Linked DNA regions of Bos taurus: region 1 is linked to region 2. The links are chromatin contacts, called in public Hi-C maps. All regions are on one chromosome and are shown on one strand. The core of a region is the stretch at or near the end of the contact, and the rest is flanking DNA. Distances in the headings are between cores, read along the strand shown.

Region 1 (6,543 bases), core at 3,000-5,499, 51 kb after region 2:
AAACAGCAAAATTCTGTAAAGCAATTATCCTTCAATAAAAAATAAATTAATTAAACACACACACAAGGACTGGAATCTTTCTGAAGCCAGATTTACTGTAAAGGAGATGTAGCAACAGAAAACCAGCTCAAATATGTATTTAAAAAACCCCCAGGAACCATCATTCTCAATGACAAATATTGAAAACTTTCTCCTGAGATCAGGAATCCCCACTTGCACTGTTTCTATTCAATACTATACTAGCTGTCCTAGAAAGTGCAACAAAACAAGCAAACAAAATTAAAAGGAAAAGGATTGAAAAGGAATGGATAAAATTGACATTGTTGACAGATTACCTAATGGTGGACTTAGAATATCCAAAAGAATCTACAAACTTTTAGAACTGACAAATAAATATAGCAAGGTTGCTAGATACAAGGAAGGTCAATATACAGCAAAAGTTTTATTTTTATACAACACAAAAACTGTTTTGTGTCTAGTAATCAACAAAATGTAAAAAATAAAACTTATAACTTACAACAGCACCAAAATAATCAAATATAATAAATACCAAAATATAAAGAAAGATGTGTAAGACTTTTATACTAAAAGCTAAAAAATATTAATGAAATAATTATGAAAATATTAATGAAATAATTATGAAAATATTAATGAAATATGAGAAATAAAAAGATTTAAATAAATGGAGAGACATATCATGTTCATGAATTGGCTCAATGTTGTGAACATATCAGCTCCCCACAAATTAATCTATATACCTACTGCAGTTTCAATATAAGTTCCAGCAGTGCTATGGATTAAATGTTATGTTTCCCCAGATTTACATGCTGAAATCCTGATCCCCCACTGCTGTAAAGGTATTAGAACTTGGGGCCTTTGGGAGATAATTAGGTCACGTAGGTGGAGCCCTCATGAATTGTGAAATGAAAAAGTGAAAGTGAAAGTCGCTCAGTCGTGTCCGACTCTTTGTGACCCCATAATCTATACAGTTCTGTCCGTGGAATTCTCTAGGCCAGAATACTGCAGTGGGTAGCCTATCCCTTCTCCAGTGGATCTTTCTGACCCGGGAATTGAACTAGGGTCTCCTGCATTGCAGGCAGATTCTTCACCAACTGAGCTATGAGACAAGCCTGTATCAGTGTCCTTATAAGAAGAGGGATAATCTCTCTCTCTCTCTCTCTCCCTCTTTCTGTCTATACCATGTGAGAATGCAACATGAAGAAGGCTGACTACCGACCAGAAAGAAGGCCCTCATCAGACACTTGAACTGCAGCCCCTTGATCTTAGATGTCCCAGCTTTCAGAACTGTGAGCAATAAATTCTTGTTTTTTAATCTACCCAGTCTATGGCCATTTGTTACAGAGCCTGGAGGTGACTGAGATATGTCATAATCCCATTCATTTATTTTTGCTTTTATTGTTTGTGCTTTTGACGTCACATCCAAAGTCAATTCCCAGATCACTATCAAGGAACTTTTCCTCTATGTTTTTTTTTTTTCTAGGAGTTTCACAGCTTTGGATCTTACAATTAAGTCTTTAATACCTTCTGAGTGAATTTTTGTGTAGACTAAGGTCTAATTACTTTGCATCTGAATATCCAGTTTTCCCAATAGCATTTATCTCAGAAATCTCAGAAAAATGATGTCGATAAAAGAATCCAGACATACGAGCTCATGCTCCAAGATTTCATTTATGTAAAAAGTACAAAACAGGCAAAAATCTCCTGCAGGGTATCTTGCCTGGAGTATTCCACTCCCGTATTCTTGCCTGGAGAATCCCATGGACAGAGGAGTCTGGTGGGCTACAGTCCATGGGGGTCACAAAGAGTTGGACATAACTGAAGCAACTCAGCACCTCTGTTCATTAGACTAGTGCTTATTGCCTTTCAGGCAGGTCAAATCTGAAAAATCATTGTTTCCAGATCAGCTCAAACATTTCAATGACTAGTCCACATAGTTTCTTTTGACATTAAAAAATGTGATTTTTTCAATCCAGCCACAAAATGTAACTGATGTATGATTCTATTCTATTATTATTCTATAATATTTTATATTTTATTCTATAATATATATTAATATTATATTATTCTGTAATCTATTGGGTTGGTCAGAAAGTTCATTCAGGTTTTTCCATAAGATGTCATGGAAAAATCCAAACAAAATTTTCAGCCAACTCAATATAATGTTATAGGTCAGGATGGTGGTCACATTTGGGGGTGGTGGTGACAAGATATGGCTAAGAAGTGGAGCAAGGCTTCTGAGGTGCTGGAATATTCTTTCTCAGTGTGGGTGCTGATGACACAAGTGGGTTCTGATTGTAAAAGTGTACTGAGCCTTCTGCTCCTATGTGTACTTTTCTGTGTTAACATTACACTCCAATAAAAGTAAAATTAAAAGGTAATTTGTTCAATTGTTTGTCAATAAGTGATTTACATAAAAATTAATATACATCTAAGTGGTGTGGAAATTTAGAAATCATCATTTTACAAATTTGTGTCCTTTAAAAATTTTTGTATCCATCAGTGTACCATGTGTACCCCAAAATTTGCTTGATTATGTTCTTTTTTAATTTCCACTGTATTTTGTTCCAAAAAAGGGTATCAGGAAATAAGAAAAATGTCTCTTCATTCTGGTGACAAGATGTCAATCAAAAATAGAAGCTACCATTTTTTGAATGTCTAGTACATGTCACAATTGTAGCTTGTGTTGTCTCTAATTACTCAACATCTGGTGAGATGAGTTTTGTTATTCCTTTTTGCAGATGAGCTAACTGAGGCTCAGAGACATAAAAGAATTTGACCAAGGCCACACTTATTTTTAAACTCAGGTTTGTTTCATTTCCAAACCTGTTCCTTTTTGCACCACATCATGCCGTCCATGTGTCTGCTTCTTAGGACAATGCCAGCTTTCTGAAATATGCCATATGAACCGTCTACCTGCTGCCCATGAGCAATGGAATCTGGAGACCCGGGAGTCATTTGCCTCCATTTCCATTTCTAGTAAATCCAGACACCATGGACTTCCTACCTTAGTCTTCCTGAGTCAATGTTCCTCCTATTTAGAGAGAGCTCAGACCACCATGATCATATGTTTCAATTTCAGTTTTTGGTTTCTAAAAATAAAAAGAGGATCCATGGTCTAGATATTCTAAAGCTGAGTTTTTTCATCAAATGCAGCAAATAAAATACTGAGACATGAGTTGAGGGGTGGTGGTTTATATAGTTTTGTCTAAGTTATGAGAAAAAATAGTCTTGCATCAAGGCTCCAAACAGGAAACACAGATTGTATTTTAATCACCATGCGGAACCCTGTGTAAGACTTTAAACCTTCCTGGAGAAAAAAGAAAGAATATTACATCTGCTTATAAGAAGATAAGGAAATAAAGCTACTTATACTAGGCTTTTAAGAAAAAATGTACATAGAGACCAAAATTAGGCTGATGTGATTGCTTTATAGAGCAGCTTCTCTTTCTTGTCTCACATTTCACCTTAACTCTTCTCCATCAGTCACACTGCTACTACTTGAGCTTCAGTGGTACATACAGGAGTTCCTGGGCAGATGCTAAGGATGATGCAGGGATCAATTTAGTCCTTCATCAAAAATCCACTGGGTGCCTGCCATATACCAGAAATGCTATGTAGAATAGGATGCTTAGGATAACCTGGTGAGTCAGATTTTTTTCCTGCCTTTAAGAAGCTTTAGTTTTGTCACTAAAGGGCTAGGGATTCAACGTCCTCACCACCACCCCAGAACTGGCCTGGATCTATAGACTACTCCCAGAACCACTGGTTTTACTTGAAACAAGTCAGTGGAGGCTGAACCTGCTTTGGTTCTCCCCACTCCTCAAGGTTTTATTTAACAAGTCATCTGCCTTCTGCAACAGACACTGTTTCAATCTCCCTCCATGGCCAGGTTCATACTTTCCTTTTTAACTTTCCCATTTGTCCACATGCTATGTTCATGGCATCTTCCGATTGTATACTAGGACCATGTGTGTGTCTGTGTGCGTGCTCAGACACACACATGTGCATCTTCTCCCTGACCAGAGCCTCCCAATCTTCTGAAGGCATAAACCTTGCTTTCAGACATGCTTTGAATGTCTTATTTGGTCAGTTTTGCTTAAGAAGTACTGTTGATCAACTGACTAACTGGTTGAAAGACTCGGAGCCCACCTGTCCTGCATAGCAGACAGGTTGGCTAATCCGAACCAGTTTCTCTGGGATGAGGCCACCTGAGGTGAAGCAACAGGGCACTGCTGGCCAGCATGTCCACCTCGTGGGGTTTGACATGTTATCAGATGCCAAAGTTTGCCCAGGGTGAATAACAGCAGGCACTGGGGTTCACTTATTACAGTTACTTCCATGAGAGAAAGTAGCCAGAGAGCATTAAATAAAAATGCAACCTTGGGTCCTTCCTAGAATCTAACCTGATATACAAAATTCCCAAGGTCTACAACAAAGTAGAATGGAATAATTCCTGTAACCATAGGGAAATGTGCAGAATTCTTATGAGTAGAACTGTCCAGTGTCCTCCATTCCCATCCTTCTTTTCCTATAAAAAATGTCTAGATTTTCTATAAGTCAGTGGGAAAGGTTTATAGGGGATTACCCTTTAGGATAAAGGCTTCCCTTGTGGCTCAGTGGTAAAGAATCCACCTGCAGTGAAGAAGACGCAGGAGATGCAGGTTTGATTCCTGGGTCGAGAAGATGCCCTGAAGGAGGGCATGGCAACCCTCTCCATTATTCTTGCCTGGAGAATCCCATGGACAGAGGAGCCTGGTGGGTTACAGTCCATAGGGTTGCAAACAGTCAGATGTGACTGAGCATGCATGCACACCCTGTAGGATAAACTAATTGTTCTCAAAAACAATTTTTCTCCAGATAAAGCAAAGAATAATCAGTAGTGGGGCTCGAGGTTATCATTGCAAGGTATGAGGGTAACTTTCCAAAGAAGAGGCCACGTGGCAACTGCAAACACAACTCTCCATATTTAAGTATAAGTTCCTTTGCTGCATAGGCACTAGATGGTCAAGCACCCCAAACCCTAGCTGAACCCCAGCCCACATCTCCCCAGGCAGTTAGACTCCTACCCCACTAGTCTTGAAATCCCAGAGGATTTCCTCCTCTGTGGGAGAGCAAAATCCTAGACTCAAGTAAACTGTGACTTGGATGAGGCAGCATATCCAGTTATGTCAACATAGCCCGGTGGCTAAAAGTCAGATTGCCTCATTTTGTTCTGGACACACTGTAAGTGTTTGAATCCTGGCTCCACCACTCATTAAACTGTTACACCGTGGGATAACCTGCTTAACTTTAGTTTCCTCAGCAATAATATGGCCATGGTAATCCTCGCAGGGCTATGTGCAAGACTGAACTAGATGGCCCGTGGGAGATATGATGTGGCACATGGGAGTGCTTGGCCAGTTTTTATCTGTCCCACTCCACTGGGTCTCAGACTCAACAGGTGTAATGAAGACCATCCCCTACCAAGGGGAGGCAGGTTTCCCTCTCTTGCCATTGATAGATTCCCATTCACAGGCTCTCTGTGAAGTTCTCCATCTCTCATAGACTGTCTCCACTTCCTACACTGAATCCCAAACGAGAAGAGGGATCTTCAGTTCAGTTCAGTTCAGTTGCTCAGTCGTGACCGACTCTTTGCAACCCCATGAATTGCAGCACGCCAGGCCTCCCTGTCCATCACCAACTCCCAGAGTTCACCCAAACTCTTGTCCATCCAGTCGGTGATGCCATCCAGCCACCCCATCCTTTGTCATCTCCTTCTCCTCCTGCCCCCAATCCCTCCCAGCATCAGAATCTTTTCCAGTGACTCAACTCTTCGCATGAGGTGGCCAAAGTACTGGAGTTTCAGCTTCAGCATCATTCCCTCAAAGAACACCCAGGACTGATCTCCTTTAGAATGTACTGGTTGGATCTCCTTGCAGTCCAAGGGACTCTCAAGAGTCTTCTCCAACACCACAGTTCAAAAGCATCAATTCTTTGGCGCTCAGCTTTCTTCACAGTCCAACTCACATCCATACATGACCACTGGAAAAACCATAGCCTTGACTAGACGGATCTTTGTTTGCAAAGTAATGTCTCTGCTTTTGAATATGCTATCTATGTTGGTCATAACTTTCCTTCCAAGAGTAAGCGTCTTTGAATTTCATGGCTGCAATCACCATCTGCAGTGATTTTGGAACCCCCAAAAAATAAAGTCTGACACTGTTTCCCCATCTATTTCCCATGAAGCAATGGGACCAGATGCCATGATCTTCGTTTTCTGAATATTGAACTCTAAGCCAACGTTTTCACTCCCCACTTTCACTTTCATCAAGAGGCTGTTTAGTTCCTCTTCACTTTCTGCCATAAGGGTGGTGTCATCTGCATATATGAGGTTATTGATATTTCTCCCAGCAATCTTGATTCCAGTTTGTACTTCTTCCAGCCCAGCATTTCTCATGATGTACTCTGCATAGAAGTTAAAGAAGCAGGGTGACAATATACAGCCTTGACATACTCCTTTTCCTATTTGGAACCAGTCTGTTG
Region 2 (6,864 bases), core at 3,028-5,527:
TATGCAATTTGTGAAAGACCCTATGGATAAAATTATAAAATTTGTTGAAATACATAAGGGAAGATAATCTTTGGACAGATATATGTCATTAGGGGATGACTTAATATCACAGAAATGTCAATTTTCATTTAATAAACATCTAAATTCAATGCAACTAGTCACAACACTGACAGTTTTCATGGACTTGACAGAAAGCCAATCTTAAAATTTATGTAGATGAATAAAGGGTCAAGAATTATCAAGACAATTTTGCAGATGAATTAGAAGAAGATATTTGCCTGGTCAAATATTAAGAGTTATTATAGAATGAGTTTAGCATTAATAAAAGCAGGGTGATATTGTTGCAGACTAATAAAACAGAATAGACAACTCAGAAACAAGCCCGTGTGTGTGTGTGTGTGTGTGTGCATGCAGATGTGTGTGTGTGCGTTATAAATCTAGTGTATGAGAGAGGTGCCATTATACATCAGTGCGGTGGGTGGGGGAAGAACCATTTACTATTTGGTTCCAGGACGCTTGGCTTGTATAATAGGAAAAAGGCCAAATTAAATCTTCACCTTTCACAAGAAAGCAATTCTTAGATAGGTCAAAGTTCTTGATGTGAGATGCAGAACTTTAACATTTAGAAGAAAAAATCTTTTAAATATTTGGATAAACAATGATATCAGAAATAAGATACAAAAGCATAAGCCACAAATGAAAACTACAAATGACACCACATTAAAAATTAAACGTCTCTGTAAAAATAAGCGCAATGAACAAATGGATAAGCCACAGATTTTTTAAAATTAATATTAAAGGGCTAAAGGCAATTTTAAAATATATAAACAATTTCATTAATTATTAGGTAACTGGTAAAACAATCTCTTCCACATCTCCAGGTCCTTGCAATGAGAAGGGGTTATGAATAAGTAATTCACAGAGAGGAATTAAAACCCCAATAATACCACCAGAATCAGAAAAATAGTAATCAGAAAAATTCAATAAAGCAACAGGGAGAGAGTATAAACACTTCCAGTTTGTAAAAATAAAAAGCCCAGTGATGTCAGATATCTGATAATGTTCAGTACAGGGTTTTGATGCTAGAATCAGTATCTTGCACACATGTCCAGGATACATGAATATACTACACCACGAAATACTACAGAGCAGAGAAACCAATGAAAAATCACATTTATAAGTATCAACATGGTCAAAGCTATAAAAAAAATTTGGACTCTCTTGTCCTTGCCTCTCTTTGGTTATCCAGTGTCCCTAAACTGAAGTCATCTTGAAGTATGAGTGATACTATGATATAACTTCCAGTGTTCCTGCACCTTTGAAGAATTTCATTGAAACAGACAAGCAGTGTTTAGAAGCTCCCCACCAAAAACACATTTAGTGAGACTTCAGGAACAGCACTCAAGAAAAGATGTTTTAGGGTTGATATCATTCCCAGCATCTTTCAAATCACATTAAATGAAACAACTCAATTATCTTACATGGAAATACTTTGCCCAGCCTGAAGAATGGAACAGGAACTCAATTTGTGTTCCCTCCTCATAAAGTCTTGGTTCAGAATATTTGGTCATGTCTAGAGCCATTTTGGTTGTCACAACATAAGGAGGTACTCCTGGAATCTAGTGGGTAGAAGTCCGTGATGTTGCTAAACATCCCACAATGCACAGACCGGCCTTCCTCCCTCCTGCACCCCAACAAAGTAACATCTGGCCCAAATGTCAATAGTGTTTGGCTTGAACGACCTTGGTTTAAAGTTGAGTTGAAGTTTCACATTGAAAATTTGGAATAGACTATTGCTTTTCAAATGAAACGAATATGTTTTTCCTAGGTGCTAAAGAATCTTTCAAACACGTCTCATTTTGTGAATGCTTACACACAGTTTGGGGCCAGAAAATACCAATTCCAACCAAACTATGCCTTTGCTTTATCTATTAAATGTCTCATTTCAGTAGAGCCATTTATATGAATACTACAATACGTTCAACAGTTCACATTTTCTTTTCTTTTTCTTTGGTCTTTAAAACCATGATTAGTGATTGTTCTACCTGTAGAACAAAAATGTTTTCTGTTTTTGTTAAAACATTCAAATAAGGTGGAAGATATTCAATTGTAATGGTTTGAATTGTTCAAATAAAATTTTGCATTTTATACTTTAGAGAAAGATGAACTTTAAATGGCTGGAGGAGAAAGCCATTTGTAGGAAAGTGTGTAGAGAGGAGACCAGGCTTAGGAATCAGAAGAGCTGGATTTTAATCTGGTCGTTCTCAGAGTGGGGATCTTTGGAGCGGTAGTGGCATCAGCAACACCTGGGAATTTGTGAGAACTGCCAGTTCTCAGGCCCCACTCAGACCTGCAGAGTCACACATTCTGGAGTTGGGGCCCAGTGATCAAATTCTCCATGTAACTCTCAAGTATCTGAACTCTCACTTTCTACTTATATCCCTTGGGCAAGTCAGGGGACTTGCTACCTTCTTTGACCCCCAGTTTCTTTGTGTATTTGCCTCCCTGAATGGAAAAAGCAAAGAGACTTGGGTATAAAGATATGTTATCAACTACAAAGCATGATATTGATATTATGAATCCAGGACAATCAGAATCAAAGTTGTTGAGGACAGAAAGCTTGGACCTCACTTAAAAATGTATCCTTGACTGTTTCTATGAATCCCAAAGCAGAGATGTCCACTCCTGTGGCAAGTTGCTCAGGCCATTTATCAATCAGATACAGGGTTTGTGGAAATGACTCTGTGTTTACCAGGGTAAGCAAGAAAACTTGCAAACCATGCAAAAACGGAACCCCAAAACATTTAATGAGTGCATCCTGGCATAATCGTAACCCAATGGACCTGGTCCTTGTTGATAACAAATTGTACCCTGAACTTCAGTCTCACCGATAAATTCTAAGAACTAAAAACACGCTGTGGAAATGGCATTTGGTTCTGATCGGTCACATATTACCTCACAAAAAGGAATGAAATCTTTATATTAACATCTAAATTAACACTTTCTAATCTCTCACACTCTTACTTTCTTCTTTGTTATGAAGAGGTCCTACTGCCAAATGCTCTCAGAATAACACAAGTTGTAAAATCTGCTAGATTTCTCAATAGTCATTGGATCATTTTTTGATTATGACTATAAAATAATCTGGAGATCTTTCGGTATCCTAATCAGGGTTCCAATGTGATATTACGAGTATCTGGCCCTCTCCCACCCAAAGATGGTGGTGTTGTTGTTCAGTCGCTCAGTCGTGTCCGACTCTTTGCTACCCCGTAGACTGCAGCACGTCAGGCTTCCCTGTCCTTCACCATCTTGCAGAGCTTCCTCAAACTTATGCCCATTGAATCAGTGATGCCATCCAACCATTTCATCCTCTGTCATCCCCTTCTTTCCCTGCCTTCAATTTTTCCCAGCATTAGGGTCTCTTCTAATGACTCAGCTCTTTGTATCAGGTGGCCAAAGTACTGGAGTTTCAACTTCAACATCAGTCCTTCCAGTGAATATTCAGGATTGATTTTCTTTAGGATTGACTGGTTTGATCTCCTTACAGTCCAAAGGACTCTCAAGAGTCTTCTCCAACACCACAGTTCAAAAGCATCAGTTCTTCAGCCCAAAGTACAGCTTAGTAAAGCCTCTATTTACTGGAAGTTTATTACCTTTATCTCATAAAGGCAAAAGAGCTTCTTAGACAGTTGTATGGGTGACAAAGTAAAATCAGTGTAGATGTTATTTTTATTTAGAGCATGTGAAGAAGTTTGTAATTTATTCACAGCTGATTCTGGTCTTGGTACCCATCTGTAAAGATAGAATCATATTACTCACCTCCCAGAATTATATGGATAGTTTAATGAGATAATAAGATGTTTAGATAACATAAAAAACTTAATGTAGTAGTGGGCACATGCTTTAGTGCTCACTGAAAAAATACGTTTATCTCCAAATTTAGTTCAAAGACCCATACTTGCTTTTGGGAACAAATAAGGGCCTCCTCCCCAGTTCTACCCATAGCATTTGAGTCCTCTTGGTAAATATGACTGAATTCACTTGTGGAAATTGTGAAAATCAGGACAGGTTTTATAGAAACAATTGCTTTTTTGTCTAGCTATCCACATAGGTAGCAACACGAACAGGACTTCAGTCATGGGATGCTCTGGACTTGGAATTTGGGTTCTAAAAGAACATTTGTGAAACAGTGGATCAATATGTGAACATATCACTGCCCCTGCTGATAAGGAGAGTCAAACAGAGCAGATTTTTACTGCCAAAATGGGGTGTTGATAAAGCTGTCCTTCACCTCCTGAGGACATTTAAATTTGGGGTGATAAGGTGCCTGCTATAGTCCATATGTCATACTGACCCTCCAGAAAGCCTAGCTGTGCCGTCAGACTGTGGGCATGGTGACCTGCCTGCCCCAGCCTTGGCCCTGACCCCTAATACCAGCAAGCATTATTAATAAAAATAGTCATGAGACATTGAGCATTCATCCTTTGCCAGCAATGTTCTCTCGTTAACTTGCAAGATTTCGCTGTGTGGAGCTGCTGGCTAACATGCTGGGAATTCAATAGTACACGTGACGAAACCAGTCCCCTCCCTCACTGAGTTCCTCAGTAGGTTCTTTACATTCCTATTAGATGTTTTTTATCCTCACTGCAAGATGTTTTTATCCTCACTGCACAGATTAGAATAGTGAGGTTCAGAGAGTTTAAGTAACTTAGGAACTGGATTCAAATCCAGATTTGCCTAACTCTGAGCTCCATCTTCGGAGAAGGCAGTGGCACCCCACTCCAGTACTCTTGCCTGGAAAATCCCATGGATGGAGGACCCTGGTAGGCTGCAGTCCATGGGGTCACTAGGAGTCAGACACGACTGAGCGATTTCACTTTAACTTTTCACTTTCATGCATTGGAGAAGGAAATGGCAACCCACTCCAGTGTTCTTGCCTGGAGAATCCCAGGGACAGGGGAGCCTGGTGGGCTGCCGTCTATGGGGTTGCACAGAGTCGGACATGACTGAAGCGACTTAGCAGCAGCAGCAGCAGAGTTCCATCTTGTTTTCAAAATGCCATTCAATCTCCAACTATTTTAGTGTTTACACTAAAATATTGTCATGAGAATTACAAACCCTTCTGCAGATGGTGATTGCAGCCATGAAATTAAAAGACGCTTACTCCTTGGAAGGAAAGTTATGACCAACCTAGATAGCATATTCAAAAACAGAGACATTACTTTGCCAACAAAAGTCCATCTAGTCAAGGCAATGGTTTTTCCAGTGGTCATGTATGGATGTGAGAGTTGGACTGTGAAGAAAGCTGAGCACTGAAGAACTGATGCTTTGAACTGTGATGTTGGAGAAGACTCTTTGAGAGTCCCTTGGACTGCAAGGAGATCCAACCAATCCATTCTAAAGAAGATCAGTCCTGGGTGTTCTTTGGAAGGAATGATACTAAAGCTGAAACTCCAGTACTTTGGCCACCTCATGAGAAGAGTTGACTCATTGGAAAAGACTCTGATGCTGGGAGGAATTGGGGGTAGGAGGAGAAGGGGACAACAGAGGATGAGATGGCTGGATGGCATCACTGACTCGATGGACATGAGTTTGAGTGAACTCCGGGAGTTGGTGATGGACAGGGAGGCCTGGTGTGCTTCAGTTCATGGGGTCGCAAAGAGTCGGACATGACTGAGCGACTGAACTAAACTGAACTGAACTGAACTGAAATACTCTTTCAATTGAGTGGTTACTGGCCCGGAATAACTCTTTGCACTTAATTTTGCTTAATATGTATTTCAGGATTTAAATGATGGCTGCCATCCATCTACAGGTTACTTATTCCTTATTATATTGATCATTTGCTTATATTTTTTTACCCCAATGTCTGTATATTTATTTATACATTGTTATAAAACTTTGGTGTTCTAAAATGTTGAATTTGGGGCATAAGTCTATGATGGTAAATAGCTAGTGTTTTCAGAACTCCAAAGGCTTAGAGGGAGTTCTTGCCTGGGGACATCATGCCAGTGTAGTTACCATGTACATAGTACATGTCTGTCTCCCTCACTTTAACTACAAAAGCCAGGAGGCCAGGTACCATGACTTATTTATCTTGTTTATCTCCAGCAGCTATACACACAGAAAGGGCATTTAGTGATTAATAAATATTGTGAAGAATGAATGAATAAGTGAATGAAACTGTCTATTGAGAGGTGTGAGTATAAAGAGAACATAATGCCCTGTAGCTCATTATAGTTAATGATAGGTTAACTCGATGGCATGAGTGCCAATAACAATTAAAATTGGTCCTAGATAATATGTGGACCTTTTGTATACTTTGTAATTTACTTGTCTCCCTAAGCATTAGATGCCTTCAAGTACCTAGAACTATAAGAAAACCAGATTTCATAAGCTATGCCTTATAAAGGCAGAACACTAGATTTTGTAAGTTATGAATTTCAGGAAACCAATGTATCTAATACTTTACATTTCTGTTGTACACATTCCTGAAGATACAGCCCTGAAATTGTTTATAAAAGTCTCAGCTTATATCTGCTATCCTGAGGATAATTATTAATAGTTCCTTCTTTCATTCTCAAAAGTGTACTATTTTGATAATTAAGATTCACTGACATGATAAAGACAAATACATATGATAGCACTTATAATTGAAATCTAAAATGTGACACAAACGAACTGGTCTATGAAACAGAAAGAGACTCACAGATACAGAGAACAGACTTGTGGTTGCCAAGGAGAGAGTAAGGAGGAATGGATTGGGAATTTGGGATTAGTAGACACAAACTTGGAGAAGGCAATGGCAACGCACTGCAGTACTCTTGCCTGGGAAATCCCATGGATGGAGGAGCCTGGTACGCT

Evidence for each region. Hi-C and Micro-C count contacts between places; a contact is called where the count stands out from the background.
Region 1: a contact with region 2 is called in a Hi-C map of liver, with 2.3 times the contacts expected there. The contact joins two enhancer-like sites. A contact is called at or near these places in 2 of 11 Hi-C or Micro-C datasets (liver and skeletal muscle).

The regions. Positions count from the first base shown.
Region 1 is chr5:66,917,007-66,923,549 of ARS-UCD2.0, forward strand. The region is part of intron 20 of C5H12orf42 (chromosome 5 C12orf42 homolog); the gene reads right to left. Among named protein-coding and RNA genes, the nearest start is that of ASCL1, 190 kb to the left of the region's middle. Within about 2 kb of position 4,250, at least 1 of the 102 cell types and tissues checked has an H3K27ac peak or open chromatin away from gene starts, as enhancers often do. A contact at or near this core is called in liver, where this site is marked.
Region 2 is chr5:66,865,569-66,872,432 of ARS-UCD2.0, forward strand. No RefSeq gene overlaps it. Among named protein-coding and RNA genes, the nearest start is that of ASCL1, 140 kb to the left of the region's middle. Within about 2 kb of position 4,278, at least 1 of the 102 cell types and tissues checked has an H3K27ac peak or open chromatin away from gene starts, as enhancers often do. A contact at or near this core is called in liver, where this site is marked.